2 separate regions of the Callithrix jacchus genome follow, and region 2 is linked to region 1. A link is a contact called in public Hi-C data. All regions are on one chromosome and are shown on one strand. Each heading gives the region's core, a stretch centred on a gene start, on an enhancer-like site or on the middle of the called end of the contact. The rest is flanking DNA. Distances are from core to core; before and after follow the strand shown. Region 1 has its middle 38 kb from the start of SMIM43. Region 2 holds the start of ANXA5 (annexin A5).

Region 1 (7,297 bases), core at 2,575-5,074:
GAAACACCTTGAACATATGTGAACATATGTGATGTATAGTTACTGATCAATAAATGTTACCTAACGTTTAGTTTAGTCTTCCATCACTGCGTTCTTACTTTTTTGTCCCATTTCACAATATCTTCTTTTGTTTGACACAGTATTCCTCTCCTTTTGCTAAAATTTTAAATTCACTAGATTTATTATGAATTACCCTATACTTAGGTAATTTATATAGATATCTGAAGTCATGATATTGTTGTTCCTAATCTACTTCCTTGTTTTCTGCCCAGACTTCTTAGTCTGCTCTGATGCTATTGTTCTTCCCATGTGATTGCTGGTATTCTTCATATGTATACAGTTGTATCTGGGCATTTTTTTCTTCCTTGCAAATGTCAGGTTGGCACTTTTCTGCTGAATGTATACTTTCTAGCTTATGCAAAAATATAGTCCAGCCTCCACAGGAGTCCACTGTTCCAGAAATCCATATTCACCCCTATCCATAAAGAAAGCCATTGGTCACTTCTCACATCCTCTTTAATCTTGCAAAGTCACAGATTTCTCCTGGAGGGAAAGATGAAAACACACCCTGTGCCCTGGGGTCCTTCAGCCTCCTGCTCAGAACTTCAGAATGCACACAGAGACATTTTGGAGAGTTCTGACTATATTCAATAGGTTCAGATGAGCCATTAAAAGTTAGTAGTAGTAATAGGATTTGATCAATGTCGCAGACTTTTTGACCTAACTAAAACATAATCAAGAGCCAAAGATCTATGAACACAGTGATAATGAGCATCTGAGTAGTCGGGAGGAGAGAGAAGCAATGCTGGGATCTAAATATTTCCAGTGCGATCCCTCTGATGTTTGTGGGGCCTGGAGCGTTCCACATTCATTATGTGTGTGAGGTTTCTGCCCAGCGAGGCTGCTGACATGAGGCAAAGCAGAGCTGCAGTGAGTACGCTCCTGGAGTCACTGCACATCTGCCCTCTCCAGCGTGTGTTCTCTGAAGGACAGTAAAGGGGGAGCCGGAATTGAACTGTTTTTCACATTCATTATACTTACACATGTTCTTCTGGAAGAGAGTCTCTGAATTATGATACATTTTTTTGTACCTCTAATCTAAACTGAATCCTTTCCCTTGTAAAAATTTTATGATTTATAACAATATTTGAGCTTCCCTCCATATTTGTCAAATTGCATTAACTCATAGCCTCAATGTTTATTTTCTTATGTGAAACGTCTGTCCTGGAAGAGGGAATCAATCTTTGGAAATTGATATCACCTCTCAGATCTGGGCTCAAAAATCACAGTTCTTAAAAATGGGTTCTTGGGTAATCTTTTGATTATGTCTACTGACACACCCACCACATGTCTTCATCTTGGATTAATGATAATAAAAGTGTGCAATCTATTAGGTGTCTACCACATAGCAGGCCCTATGCTGATATGAGGTTAGCTCACTGAATCCTGACCACAGCCCCGAGGAAGGTGTTATTATGTCGGCATCATTTTCCCTACACCTCCCTTTCTTTTCACACTCTGAACCCACAGCACATGGTGTTCCCAATTAGCCTCTAGCCTTGGACCCTTGAGTCCAAGTCTAAGGACTTGTGACCAGAGGACTCAGCCTGAATTTGGGGAACACACTATCAGCCTGATCTTTATTCAGCATCTAAGCTTTTATGACCACCAGGTGGAGTATTGGGATTGAAAAGAACTATTCAGAGAAAATATCCAATGTGATTATGAACAAATCCACCTCCATACAGGTCACTTGTGCTTTTCATGGGTGAAAATGCTTCGCAAAATCAAAGCTAAACTTCTTTTGTAAAAGCACACCTTAGCTATTTAATGACATCACAGTATCATGGGTATATCCACAAATTTCACAAGTGGATCACTAGGAATGATCATAAACAGGGTCATTTTTGCTTCCACCCCTTGATTCCTGGACCCGTGTATTCTGCTTACTGGGGACACAGCACCATACCAAAGTCATTAAATGGAGAGTGCTTTTTGCATTCTGGAGGATGATGCTGTATCTTCCCACAGCTTTAGGTAGTAAAATGTGCTAATGAGAACATATAAAGCAGGGAAAGTCATGGGGAGTGCAGGGCAGAATGATTAAAATTTTAGATAGGGTGGCCAGGGAAGGCCTTATTCAGAAGGTGACTGAAAAATGAGAGAAATATGAGGTAAGATCATTCCAGGCAAGGTGAACAGAAAATGCAAAGGCCCTGTGGTTCCTGGCATGTTTGGTGAATAGCAAAGTGTTCAGTCTGCCAAGGATGGAGTGAGGGAAGGGCAGAGTGCTTATTAAAATGAGATCAGGTTGGTGACAGGCAACCATATCAGGTAGGCTCTTAGAGGTCACTGTAAAGTGTTTGCTTTTACTCTGAATTGAGAATCCACAGGAGAGTTTTGAGGAGAGAAGTGATATAATACGACGTGTGGTTTAACAGAATCTCAGTGGTATTATATTGATGATACACTGAATGGGGAAGAAGGAAGTATAAGGCTATTGCACAATAAGGCAAAAGACAATGTTGGTTGAACCACGATGGTAATAGTGGAGGTGGTGAGACTCGCAGATCAAGAGCTTCCAGAGGCACCAGTTAACTATATGTTTAATGTTAGACGGGCCTCTTGGAATTGTAAAATGTGGCAGTACTGGGTAAGTCAAATTCTAGTTAGGCATTTTCTCTTTTAATATAGAGTCACACAGGCTAGAGTGCACTGCACTATCTCAGCTCACTGCAACTTCTCCCTTCTGGGTTCAAGTGACTCTCCAGCCTCAGTCTTGTGAGTAGCTGAAACCACAAGTGCCCACCTCCATGCCTGGCTTATTTTTGTATTTTTAGTAGAGATGGAGTTTCACTATGTTGGCCAGCCTGTCTTGAACTTCTGGCCTCAAGGGATCTGCCCTCCTCAGCCTCCCAAAGTGCTGGTATTACAGGCGTGAGCCACCATACCCGACCTCCGGGCACATTTTGAGGCAGAGACAACCACATTTGCTGATGCAGAATGCGAAGGAAGAGAGATGTCAAAGATGACTCCAAGGTTTTTGGCCTGAGCAACTAGCAAGTTGAGGTTGCCGTCAGTTGAGATGGAGAAGACAATAAAAGGAGCAGGCTGGGGGTGGAAGCAATAATAGAAACTCAGTTGTAGATGCATTAAGCTTGAATTCAGAATTCTACATTTGGGAGATGTAGAATTAACATTAACATACAGATGGCATTTGAAGCCATGAGAATGAATGAGACTGCTTAGCAAGTGAAGGTGGTGAGAATAAATGAGATCACCCAAAAAGGGAGTATGGGAAGGGGAAAAAAGATGCCAATCCTAACGCACCGCAATGTTCAGAGGTGAGCAAATGGAAAGGACCCAGAAAAAGAGATGAGGCAGGAGACTGGAGAGGTGGGAAAAAGGCCGACCAGAGAGCGATGCTGGAAGCCAAGTGAAAGAAATGCTTAAAGAAGAGATGCAGAAGGAATGAAGTAGCCTGGCATGAGGTCTTAGAAATGTTTACAAGAGTGGCTTTCTTGGGCTGTTTGAATCTGATCCACGTTGATCAGTGGAGTATTAAAGAACACCCATGCTTGTAGCCCCCTGAACATGGACAATAAAGATCCAGCTTATCATTTGCAAGGACAGCCTGGTATTCTAGAGGAGGGACTACTGGGATAGAAGACATTTCAAAGCATTCTATCATGGCTATAATGCTTTCATTTCTATCTTTCTTAAAACACCTATTTTAACAAGTTGTTTTGGGCTCTTGCCTGGAAAGCTAAAAAAAGCGAGAAGCTGTCTGTTGCCTTAAGCCCCACAGCCTAGCACAGTACATGAGAAGAATGTGTGAATATACATTGCTATACATTGCTGGATTCATGATGTGGCACTGCTAAAGCCATGCTCAGAAGCAGCAGCAAAGAAAAAAACCATGCAAATTCCTTTTATTACCAATTGACTTTGAGAACCTAAATAAATACTTTTCAGTTTTCTTAAATGAGACTTGTAGAGAGGGAAGTGTCACTAGGAATTATAAAACGTAATTATTTTTGAAAGACTAGAAGATTGAAATATCTTGCTATTAGTCACTTCAAGTAGAAATGTGAAAATCATTGCATTAGTCTGTTTTCTGCTGCTTAGAATACTTGAGGCTGGCTAATTTATAAGCAAGAAAATTTATTTCTTGAAGTTCTGGAGGCTGAGAAATCCCAGGTTGAGGAGCTGCATCTGGTGAGGGCCTTCTTGCTGGTGGGGACTCTCTGCAGAGTTCTGAGGCAGCACAGAGCATCACACAGTGAGGGGGCTGAGCATGCTGACATTCTAACTCAGGTCTTCCCCCTTCATATAAAGCCACTGGTTCCCCCATCTTTGATAATCCATTAATCTATCAATGGATTAATAATTCATTCATGAGGGCAGAGACCTTATGATTCAATCACCTCTTAATGGTCCCAACTTTCAATATTGCTAGTTTGGGGATTAAGTTTCAACATGAGTTTTGGAAGGGACATTCAAACCATAGCAATTATTTTTTTAAATGTAGCAAAAAACTACCCTTCTTTTCTTTTTAAGTAAGAATAAAATGTTTGAAGAGAATATGGGTCAGTCCTTTTTTCAAACACTTCCTCCTAAATTGAAGTGTCCTTAACAAATTCTATGTGCTTTTACTCATCTCAAACATATTTTAAGATAGGGGAAAGAGGGAGAAAGATTTAAATAAATGAATATCCAAAGCAGTTTAAAGTAATTAAAATTTTCCTTTTCTATAGAAAAAAATGTTTTTAAAATGTTTAATCTGCTCGTTTCAAATTTAAATGTTATTCATAGAAAAGCTACTGAAAATTTGGTACCTCTGAACAAATTTCTTTTTAAGGAAAACATAAATTTTTGGCTTTTTACTTTTGAAAAACTTACGAATAAGCAATATTAAGTAACTATCATTTATTTCTAGCATATTTTGGTTCCACCGATTTATTTATTTATTTAGGGACAGAATCTCGTTCTGTCACCCAGACTGGAGTGCAGTGGCACAATCCTGGCTCACTGCAACCTCCAGCTCCCGGGTTCAAGTGATCCTCCTGCTTTAGCCTCCTGAGTAGCTGCAACCACAGGCATGTTGCTACCACGCCCAGCTAATTTTTGTTTTTTTAGTAGAGTCAGGGTTTTATCATGTTGGCTAGGCTGGTCTTGAACTCCTGACCACAAGTGATCAGTCCACCAAAGTGCTGGGATTACAGGCGTGAGCCACTGCACCCTGCCTGGTCACATACATGTTTATGAAAATCAATTATAATTAATTTCTTTAAACCATTGAGTTTAAACATTATCAGAAATAATTTGATCTTCCTAGATTATTGCTCTAACCTGCATATTGCAGTATAGGAATCCCAAATTCCTTAACAAGCTGCACATGTCTCAGTGGATTGAACCAAATATCCTCCTCTTTCAGATCTGTGGTCTCTGGGAGAATAGGGACCCTGCTCCATGACCTACTGAGAAACCACTCTGGGGGAGGACATCTCACGGCTGCCTTTGTACTCTGCCAAGGCACAGACCTTGGTTCAGAAATTGTGAATTCCTTGCAGTGCTGTTTTTTGGCCCTGAGGCAGCTCTGCAGGGGCCTGGGCCTCTTCCCTCCTTGAGAAAACAGTTCCTTCGCTTGCTGCTTGAAGCTTCTTTTTCCACAGCAGGATTTTTCCAAACCTGAGCAATGCATTATGAAATCAATTTAATGGTTGAAAGGGAGAGTCATTAATAATTATAGGGATAAGGGCATCAACTAGGCAAACCAGGACACATGATCACCAACTAATTCAACACTAGCATTAGAGAAAATGAAATGGAATGAAATAGAATCAGAACAGAAAATACCAGTGTGTCACACAGAGAAAGTGTAGTGTTTTGTGAAACTTTTCCTGGGGGCAAGAAAAACAAGTCTTATTGGAGGCAAGGACAAAAGCACTGGAAAACTGCAAAGTGGAGCTTGGGAACAGGCACCATTAATCCTCAGTAGTTCTTCCTACACTGGTCTCTTTCCATCCAAATCTAAGTTTTCAAACAAGGCAACTCCCACAAGTAAACTCGCACCTGTCCCACCAGTTAATTGGCCTGAACCCCTGGCACTGAGCCCAGGTTAAGCCAAGTTCTGAAACATAGTGGCTTTGTTTAAAGGAAAATCCTTTTCTTGTCTAGAATATAATATACAATCGGTAAGGGAGATACGGGATCTAAAGGGGGTCTAAAGCATATGGGTATCTAAATGTGAATGTTTGTAAAAAATAGAAGCTGTTTTATTTTTTATTTTATTATTCTTATAATTTTGAGATGGAGTCTCGCTCTGTTGCCCAGGCTGGAGTGCAATGGCGTGATCTTGGTTCACTGCAACCTCCACCTCTGGAGTTCAAGTGACTCTCCTGCTTCAGCCTCCCAAGTAGCTGAGATTATAGGCACTCACCACCACATCCAGCTAATTTTTGTATAGTACAGACGGGATTTTACCATGTTGGCCAGGCTAGTCTCAAACTCCCGACCTCATGATCCATCCGCGTCATCCTCCCAAAGTTCTGGGATTACAGTGTGAGCCACTGAGCCCGGCCTTTTTATTTTATTATTATAAAATAATAATATTATTATTCTCCTTGAGGGTAAGAACCTTCTTAGAAAATAGCACCAAACCTGACAGATGGAGGACCTTAGTGCTTATTGAACTCTGCTTGTCTGATGGCTGAGTTTTCTCTGGTTTTGATAACCTTGCGTAGTTTCATAAGTGGTGTAACTCCTTCTTTTGTGGAACCGCTTCAGTGTTTTCTCTCATAATAAGGATGAATATCCAGCAGGAAATAATATCATAATGGGGAAGATTCCATGAGATAATTCACAGAAAGCAGTTAGTATGGTGCTTGATATCTAGTGAGTGCTCAGCAATGGCAATGGTTGCTGTTATTGCTATTAAGTAAACAGAATAAAGACAGAAGCACACAGAAAAATATATGAACTGTTTGCCCTTGTTTCACTCTGCAGAAGCAGGCAGGGCCTTTTAACTTATTTTACCTAATAAGCAGAACCACCAGGTTCTAGTGAACTGATTTTTAATGAATACATCTGATCTTAGGCCCCTGACCCACCTGCTTTTTATGTAATCTCTGTGGTGTCTTTTTACTCACATAACACGGAGCAGGCTTTTGTCAGGTTGTGAAGCAAGAACAAGGTCATCAGCCTCCGTGCTGATTCCTCTGAAATTGAAAGGCCTATGCCTCTGGTTTGGTTCTGGCACTCTTTCTCTGGGCTTTGGTGGTAGTCTGATGGAGAA
Region 2 (7,297 bases), core at 2,258-4,757, 39 kb after region 1:
TTATGTAGTACTTATAATGAGCAAAACACAAAGACAATACACTGAGAAATAACTTTAATTTTAAATGTATAGGAAGGGAAAGTTTAATTAGGAAGATCAGAGTCAACTGGAGAGTCTGGCAGCGATTCCAAAGATGACATTTGGACACTGATAAAGGACATAGGGACACTGATAAAGGACATTGGGGGATGAATGACAGACACTTGATTTCAAGAATGTAAAAGCTATCAGCATTAAAATGGGGTCACTTGTGTTAAAACACAAGACAAATTCCTGACAAATGGCTGGGGAAGGCCATGAAGGGAGAGTTCTAATACATAAATGCCTGATAACAAGAAGTATTTTTCAATATTTTTCAATACTGAAAAACCACAACTTTGGAAAATGGCCATTGCAACCACACACACACACACACACACACACACAGACACACACACACACACACACAGAGAGAGAGAACTTCTGCAGAGACAGCAGAGACATCTGCCCAGCAACTGCCTGTACAACCTTGGACTGGTGCCACTCTTGTTATTGATTACTATAGCCAAAGACAATTATCTCAAAATGATGATGTAATTCTCCGCCTTCTTCCTTGAAAAATATTGTCTTCCTTTACCTCCCTGAATACGCAAAACAGTTTAACATGGCATGCATATTTCTACCGCAATGCACATTCCCAAATAAATATCATTTTCCTTTTAGAAAGTCTCCCTCTCTGTTACTAGGCTGAGAAGAGGTAGTGAAAGAGATTTCCTGAGTGCCTATCATTTACAACACTAAGTAGTCAGGAACATCAGTTGTTCCAAATCCATCAGTTCGATACATGATTCAAAGCAGAATCTTTATGTGGCAGTCCCTATTTATGTACTTTCCACTCCAGCCATTTTAGACAGTTCAAATCACACAGACACAGAGATCCTTTCTTTCTTTTGGTTCACTTAACCAGACCACCCTTTCTTTCTTTCATAGTCTGATACAATATCCTCTCTCAGAAGCCTAAATCAAATGCCATGTCAAGCATTTGACAAAACATTAGCTCTTTCCTCTGAAACTAATCACACTTTGATTGTATTCTATGCATTTTTTCATGATTTGTAGTCTGTCTCTCATTGTAGTGTCTGTATACATGCTTTATCTATACTATTAATGTGCAAACTCTTGGTATGGCTTTTCCACAGGTGCTCAGTGTATAGTTGCCAAGTACAATTAAATTGTATCAATTTAGGTTTATGTTCAATGCTTCTCAGAAATGGCTTCATATCATTTTTGCAAAATAGTGTTCCCTTTATTTCCATTCCCAAGCACTTTATTTCTTTATAGCACACATCACGCAGGACATATTAGATATTTGTTTATTGTTTGTTTCCTCCACCAGAATGTGTGACCTATGAGGGCAGGGCCTTTGTTTCATTTACTGTGTTATCCCCAGTGCCTAAACCTGTGCCTGGTCCAGAGTAGGAGTTGAATAAACTGATATTACTGGGAGTGAAAGCAATGCTAACCGGGGTACATCAAGACTCTGGGTCCAATAACTCATCAATTCCATAAGTATTTGGCTGCAGGACATAGAGCAAGTCATTAACCCATGATGAGTCTCATGTACCTATAAAATCAATGATCGTCACATATAGGATCTCTGAGGTCCTGTTTAATTCCATTAATGCAAGAGTAGAAAGTGAGAAAAGCAAACAGAGTTCAAGTGGATGTGGGTGGGAAAGAAGAATGCTCTAGGCAAGATTAAAGGTCCTGCTTTTTGGTGCCGGGAAGAGAGAAAGTAGAAAAGCAGGAGCAACAGAGATAGATGCTCAGAAAAGGGCTGCCTTCACATATATTAATGCCTGTAAAGAAAGCCCGGGGGAGGTGCTGACTTGGGGAGAGCCTGAGGCTGAGTAGACAGCTGAGCTGGTGGAGAGGAGGCTCCCAGAGGAAAGGCAACCTGCCAGTGGAGTGGGGGTGATGGGGTTGCCAAGCTCCACATACTTTGCAATTTTGCCTGCTTTTCCAGAGAACAACCACTCTGTTGTGACTTTGTCAGGGCTGGAATAAGCATGTGGTTCACACATGAAAGCAAATGAAAACTTCTATACAAAGAAGCATACTTGCTGTCCATTTAATTCTTCCTCATTCTCAAAGAAGACTAGCTCCTTATCTCTTACCCTTAACCTCCATATTGAGAAGCACTCTGCACTTCTCATTCTAGTGTATGTCTAGAACACTGCATCTAGTGTCACAAACTTGTCCTCTTGCCTCTTCTGCCCTGGCACCGTCCCTCCCCATACCAGTAAGTCTGAGAAGGTCACTGTGTCTTCTACTTTTTCTTTTTCAACATGTAGAGACAAAACTGATTATATCCTGGATGTGAATCTGCCACGTCGACCTTTGATGAACCTCAGTTTCATGAGTACCTCCAGATTCCTAGGATTTTTTTTTAAAACTGTCCTTAGCATAAGAACATGTCAACCTTGATGCTATTGCACACATTATAGGTAATGACACATACAGCATTCTCACCTGTCCTGGAGGGCAGCCTTTAATTGTCTTGCACAGAGCAGTATACTCTTTCCTTAAGGCACAAGGCCAGGGTCTGGGAAGTAACAGCGGAGAAATCTATCTGCTTGCTGCAGCCCAAAGCCACGCTTCTGTCTACAATATCCTCCAATATCCAGACGGACTTGTCTGTCTTGTTCTTTGGTGTCTTGGTTCCTTCGCATTTGGGGGCTGCTGTGCACATAAGGTCCTTTCACAGAACACAGCAGCATGCTAGTACAATATGCTGTAGATTCTCCCTTCCTCTCCCCTCTCTCTCATATACTCATATTTTGTTGAACCAATATGAGGCATGGCTCAAATTTAAGTCACTAAAGTTCTAGGCTAGTTCTGGAAACAGAAACTGATTGGAAGTAGAGGCTTTGAAATATGCTACTAGAAGGCTGTATATGTAAAAGAGGGCCATCTAGGAAGCAATCATTGGCATTAAAAACAATAACAAAACAACAGAAACAAAAACAACTTGGGAAACGGCCCTCCCTTCACGTTTTTTCTATCCCATGGTCAAAGGCGCGCTGTCCTTAGCTGCAGTGATTTTGTCTCGCCTCCAAAAAGACGCTCACGCACTGCTATGTGGAGCACCCGAGTGAGGCTATGGTTCCTGCGGTAACAGACGGCAGGGAGGCTCAAACATCCCCAAACCCCGAGTCCTGAACAGCACCCCACGCCCTTCCAGCGGTGCAAGGATCAGGCGATAGCCGGGACACTCAGGGGAGCTGCGCCCCCTCCCGGTTCTGGCAGCCCTGCGGCCGCGCCCCATACAGACCCGCGGGGCCCGCGGGACAATCCGGGCCCCGGGAGACCAACTGGGACGAGCCGCGCCCACGCAGGCGCGCTGAGGCCCGGGCAGGGGCGGGCCGGGCTGGCGCAGTCAGCCTGCGGTCGAGGCCCGGCGGGGGTGGGCCGGGCCAAGCCGGGCAGGGCCGGGGCGGGGCCGATGGCGTTTCCGTTGCCTGGATCAGTCTGGGTGCAGCTGCCGGATCCTTCAGCCTCGGCATCCCGTACCGCCGTCCCGCGCTCCGCCGCTCTTCCGCGGGTTCGGGGCACTTTGGTCCCACGGTCTGGGTGAGTGGCCGCCTGGCCCGGGGAGGGGGCTCCCTCCGGAGAGGGGAGCGGTCCCCGGGCACTGGGTTCGCGCGGACGCTCGGCCAAGAGTTATCCCGGTAGCTACGAGAGGGCGGGTCGGCCCTTTGGCGGGGCCCTAGGGACTGTCTGAATGCTGCCGCGTGCCCGCCGACCTGCGCTTGGGGAGGGCGCGAGTTGCGAGTGGCGCGCTAAGCCAGAGGTGTCTCGTCTTTTGCAGTCCTGCTTCGCCTTCCCCTGACCTGACTCGTCGGTCAACGGAAACGCCATGGCACAGGTAAGGCCGTGCGCCCCGCATCGAGCTGGATTTACCCACAGCTTTGTATGCTGGGATGAGGGACTTTTAGAATTTGTCTGAAAGTCAAAAAGTTTAGGAGGAAACGGAAGCTGCTTTGGGGACATCGCTTCCACCTTTCTTGTTTCCCTTTGGCTTCCCCACCCTCTTTCCTGTGTCCCGGTTCTTCCCGTGGAGCACCAGCCCTCGAGCGCAGCAGCCGGTGACGTGGCCGGATTTGTGTGCGCTCCCTTTTCATGAGTGAATGTGTAAAAGTAGGCCTTCCCCAAAATCCAGAGAGTCACTAAAATTAGAACCAGAATGAGAACAGCTCATCGTGGTCATGTGAGGCGAACACACTTTTTCCCCCCTCCTTGACTTCCTTTCTTTTTTTTTCCGCAAAGTATTTTAATACTGTGATTGATCACTGGCTTTTTCCAGTTGCTCAGCCCAATTTTACTAAAAGAAACTGTTCGTTGTAGGCTCTAATTATTTTTTTTTTTTTATGCGAAAGACTAAACACAAGTGCTCTTTTTCTTAAGCAATGAACTCGTGGAACGGGTTCTCAACTGAATTTGCCTCGGGACGGTTTCAGAAATGGATAATCTTACGCAGGCTATGCAGGCTTTCTTTACTGTGTTTTCTCTCTTTTTTTATTATTTTATTTATTTATATAATTTTTATGAGAAGGAGTCTCACTTTGTCGCCCAGGCTGGAGTGCAGCGATACGATCTCGGCTCACTACAACCTCTGCCTCCCAGTTCAAGCAATTCTCTTGACTCAGTCTCAAGTAGCTGGGATTACAGACACATGCCAGAACACCCAGCTAATATTTGGATTTGTAGTAGAGACCGGATTTCACCATGTTGGCCAGGCTGGTCTCAAACTCCTGGCCTCAAGTGATCCTCCTGCCTGGGCCTCCCAAAGTGCTGGTATTTCAGTCCTCTATCACCATGCCTGGCTTCTTTACTGTTATTAATGTTTTCAGAAATGTAGGAAAAAGAAAATAGTTTAAGATCTCCAAAATTGAGGATGTTATACAGTGTTTTGTGAGTAAGATATCAGGGCTTAAAAATTCCACAACTGATTCCACAGATCTTGTCAATCTAACTGACTTATCAGAGTCCAGATAGTTTTTTTTAAAGAAATGTTTTAACTGCTAAAACAATGCTGTCTCTTATTTGTAGTTCACTTTTTATCAGATTGACTTATCAAAATTGAATAAGGTTTCTTGGTCCTTTCCAAGTGAAAATGGGAGGATTAAGATGAGTTAGTTACTTCATTAAACTTTTACAGTGCTCCCATTCTTACTTCCTCTTTTGCACTTATATGTTACTCAATTCTCATATTACTCAAGTGGAAAGTTTGGTTTAGGTTCTTCTCCATAGAAAGGATACTTTTCTGTGAAATTAACTTTCCTGAGGAATGTTTTTTCTATCTTGATATGCTGGTCTGGTGATTACGTGACGATTTAGCAAGCATCGAAGAATAATTCCCTCTATCTTTGCTCATTTGACAGTTTCTTGAGTCTCTTTTTTAAGTTCCGAAGTGATGTCTGAGGGTCATCAATTCCTTTGCATTGTGTAGACTGTTTACCTGGATAGTATAAGTGAACACATTTTCCAGTCATGAACATTAATTTTAATAATTTCAAAGAATTATTATATCATAAAGGCCATGTGTATGTAAAATCTAGGAGAATGGTGGTTTGCACATCAAATTATGTACCTGAGCCCTATGACAATATAATACCAAACTGTTTCTATCAAAACTGCAGTTTTTACTCATCATAAAAGTTACAAGTAATGTTTAAAAAAGATAGAGTGTTAAATTTTGTTCTAGTTTTGTTACTAGTTACTCTTGGAAACCATGAAAGTAAAACACTTTGTTAAAATGTTTAGTATTAAAGCTGGGTGGGGCATCTGAGCGGTAAGAATGTCATGAAGGCAAAACTAGATTACGTAATTGTTCATTAGAAATTTCATAAATATCAGAATTATCTCCATGATATATGTTTAAGTTACAAGGTTTGATCAGAAATCTTTTGGGTTGGCTTAACATTATTATGGTAATTAAAAAAAAAGCCCTGTGCCAAGCAAGCAGGAGATATGTAAGTAAGTAAATTTGAGATGAAGCTCATTCCAGAGGAACTGACTGGATATTGATTATATCTTTTCATGCCATTCTTTTTTTTTCTTTTTTTTTTGAGTTAGAGTCTTGCTCTGCCGCCCACTGCAACCTCTTCTTCCCAGGTTCAAGCAATTCTCCTGCCTTAGCCTCCTGAGTAGCTGGGATTACTGGTGTGTGCCACCACACCCAGCTAAGTTTTATATTTTTAGTTGAGATGGAGTTTCACCATATTGGTCAGGGGGTCTTGAACTCCTGACATCATGATCCACCCACCTTGGCCTCCCAAAGTGCTGGAATTACAGGCATTTGCCACTGCTCCCAGCCCATGCCATTCATTGTTAAAGTCAAGGCTCTGTGGAGCTAATGTTCCCTTTTAGGATTTTAGGCCATGGTTACCTGTTTACCCAGGGCCTTTGCTGCTCCCGGTGGTCTCTCTCAGTTCCTTATCTCTTTGGCTCTTACCTTCATTTTGGCTGCTGGGAAATAGCTAGATCTAAAACCACTTGGCTGCTTTTTAGGGCACTGAGCAATTCATTGGCGTTCAGCAAACCCTAATTTCCTTATCTAATATTCAGTTCTCTTTGGAGGGCCTACATAGGTGATCAAGCCAGTTAGAAGTAGGCAGTCAGTCGGCTTTCTTCTTTTAATGACTTAGAAGTTCAAAATGATAGAAATATAACAATACTTTTATAGCATAGATTCATTCCTGAAGTACATTTTATTCCTATAACCTTATACTGTTCTAAAATTTCACAAATGCATCTGTTTCTTAAAAATTAGTGTTTCTGAGACCTTTGCTTTAACTGCTTCTTAGACTCAGTCTTTCAGTTTAGTAATTTGCATAATATGTAAACATATCATCAGTTGATTAATTGCAAGGAATTATATTCCTGCTGGCTTCATTTCTTTGGTGACTTTTTTTTTCAACCCCAAGATGGATTCTCACTCTGTCATCCAGGCTGAAGTGCAATGGCATGATCTCAGCTCACAGCAACCTCCGCCTCTTGGGTTCAAGTGATTCTCCTGCCTCAGCCTCCTGATTAGCTGAGATTTCAGGCATGTGCCTACTACATCTGGCTAATTTTTGTAGTTTTAGTAGAGATAGGGTTTTGCCATGTTAGCTAGGCTGGTCTTGAACTTCTGACCTCAGGTGATCTGCCTGCCTTGGCCTCCCAAAGTGCTGAGATTACAGGCATGAGCCACCATGCCCAGCTGGACACTAGTTCTTAACTGTTCTCTTTTTCATCAGTGCATGCATTCGTG

Evidence for each region. Hi-C and Micro-C count contacts between places; a contact is called where the count stands out from the background.
Region 2: a Hi-C map of induced pluripotent stem cells shows a contact between it and region 1, with 1.9 times the contacts expected there. The contact joins the promoter of ANXA5 here to the enhancer-like site in region 1. A contact is called at or near these places in 3 of 3 Hi-C or Micro-C datasets (induced pluripotent stem cells and skeletal muscle).

The regions. Positions count from the first base shown.
Region 1 is chr3:75,957,972-75,965,268 of calJac240_pri, forward strand. No RefSeq gene overlaps it. Among named protein-coding and RNA genes, the nearest start is that of SMIM43, 38 kb to the left of the region's middle. Within about 2 kb of position 3,825, at least 2 of the 16 cell types and tissues checked have an H3K27ac peak or open chromatin away from gene starts, as enhancers often do.
Region 2 is chr3:75,997,242-76,004,538 of calJac240_pri, forward strand. ANXA5 (annexin A5) reads left to right here and starts at 3,508. Exons shown (of 13, transcript XM_002745469.7): 1 at 3,508-3,612; 2 at 3,851-3,907. The coding sequence starts at 3,899.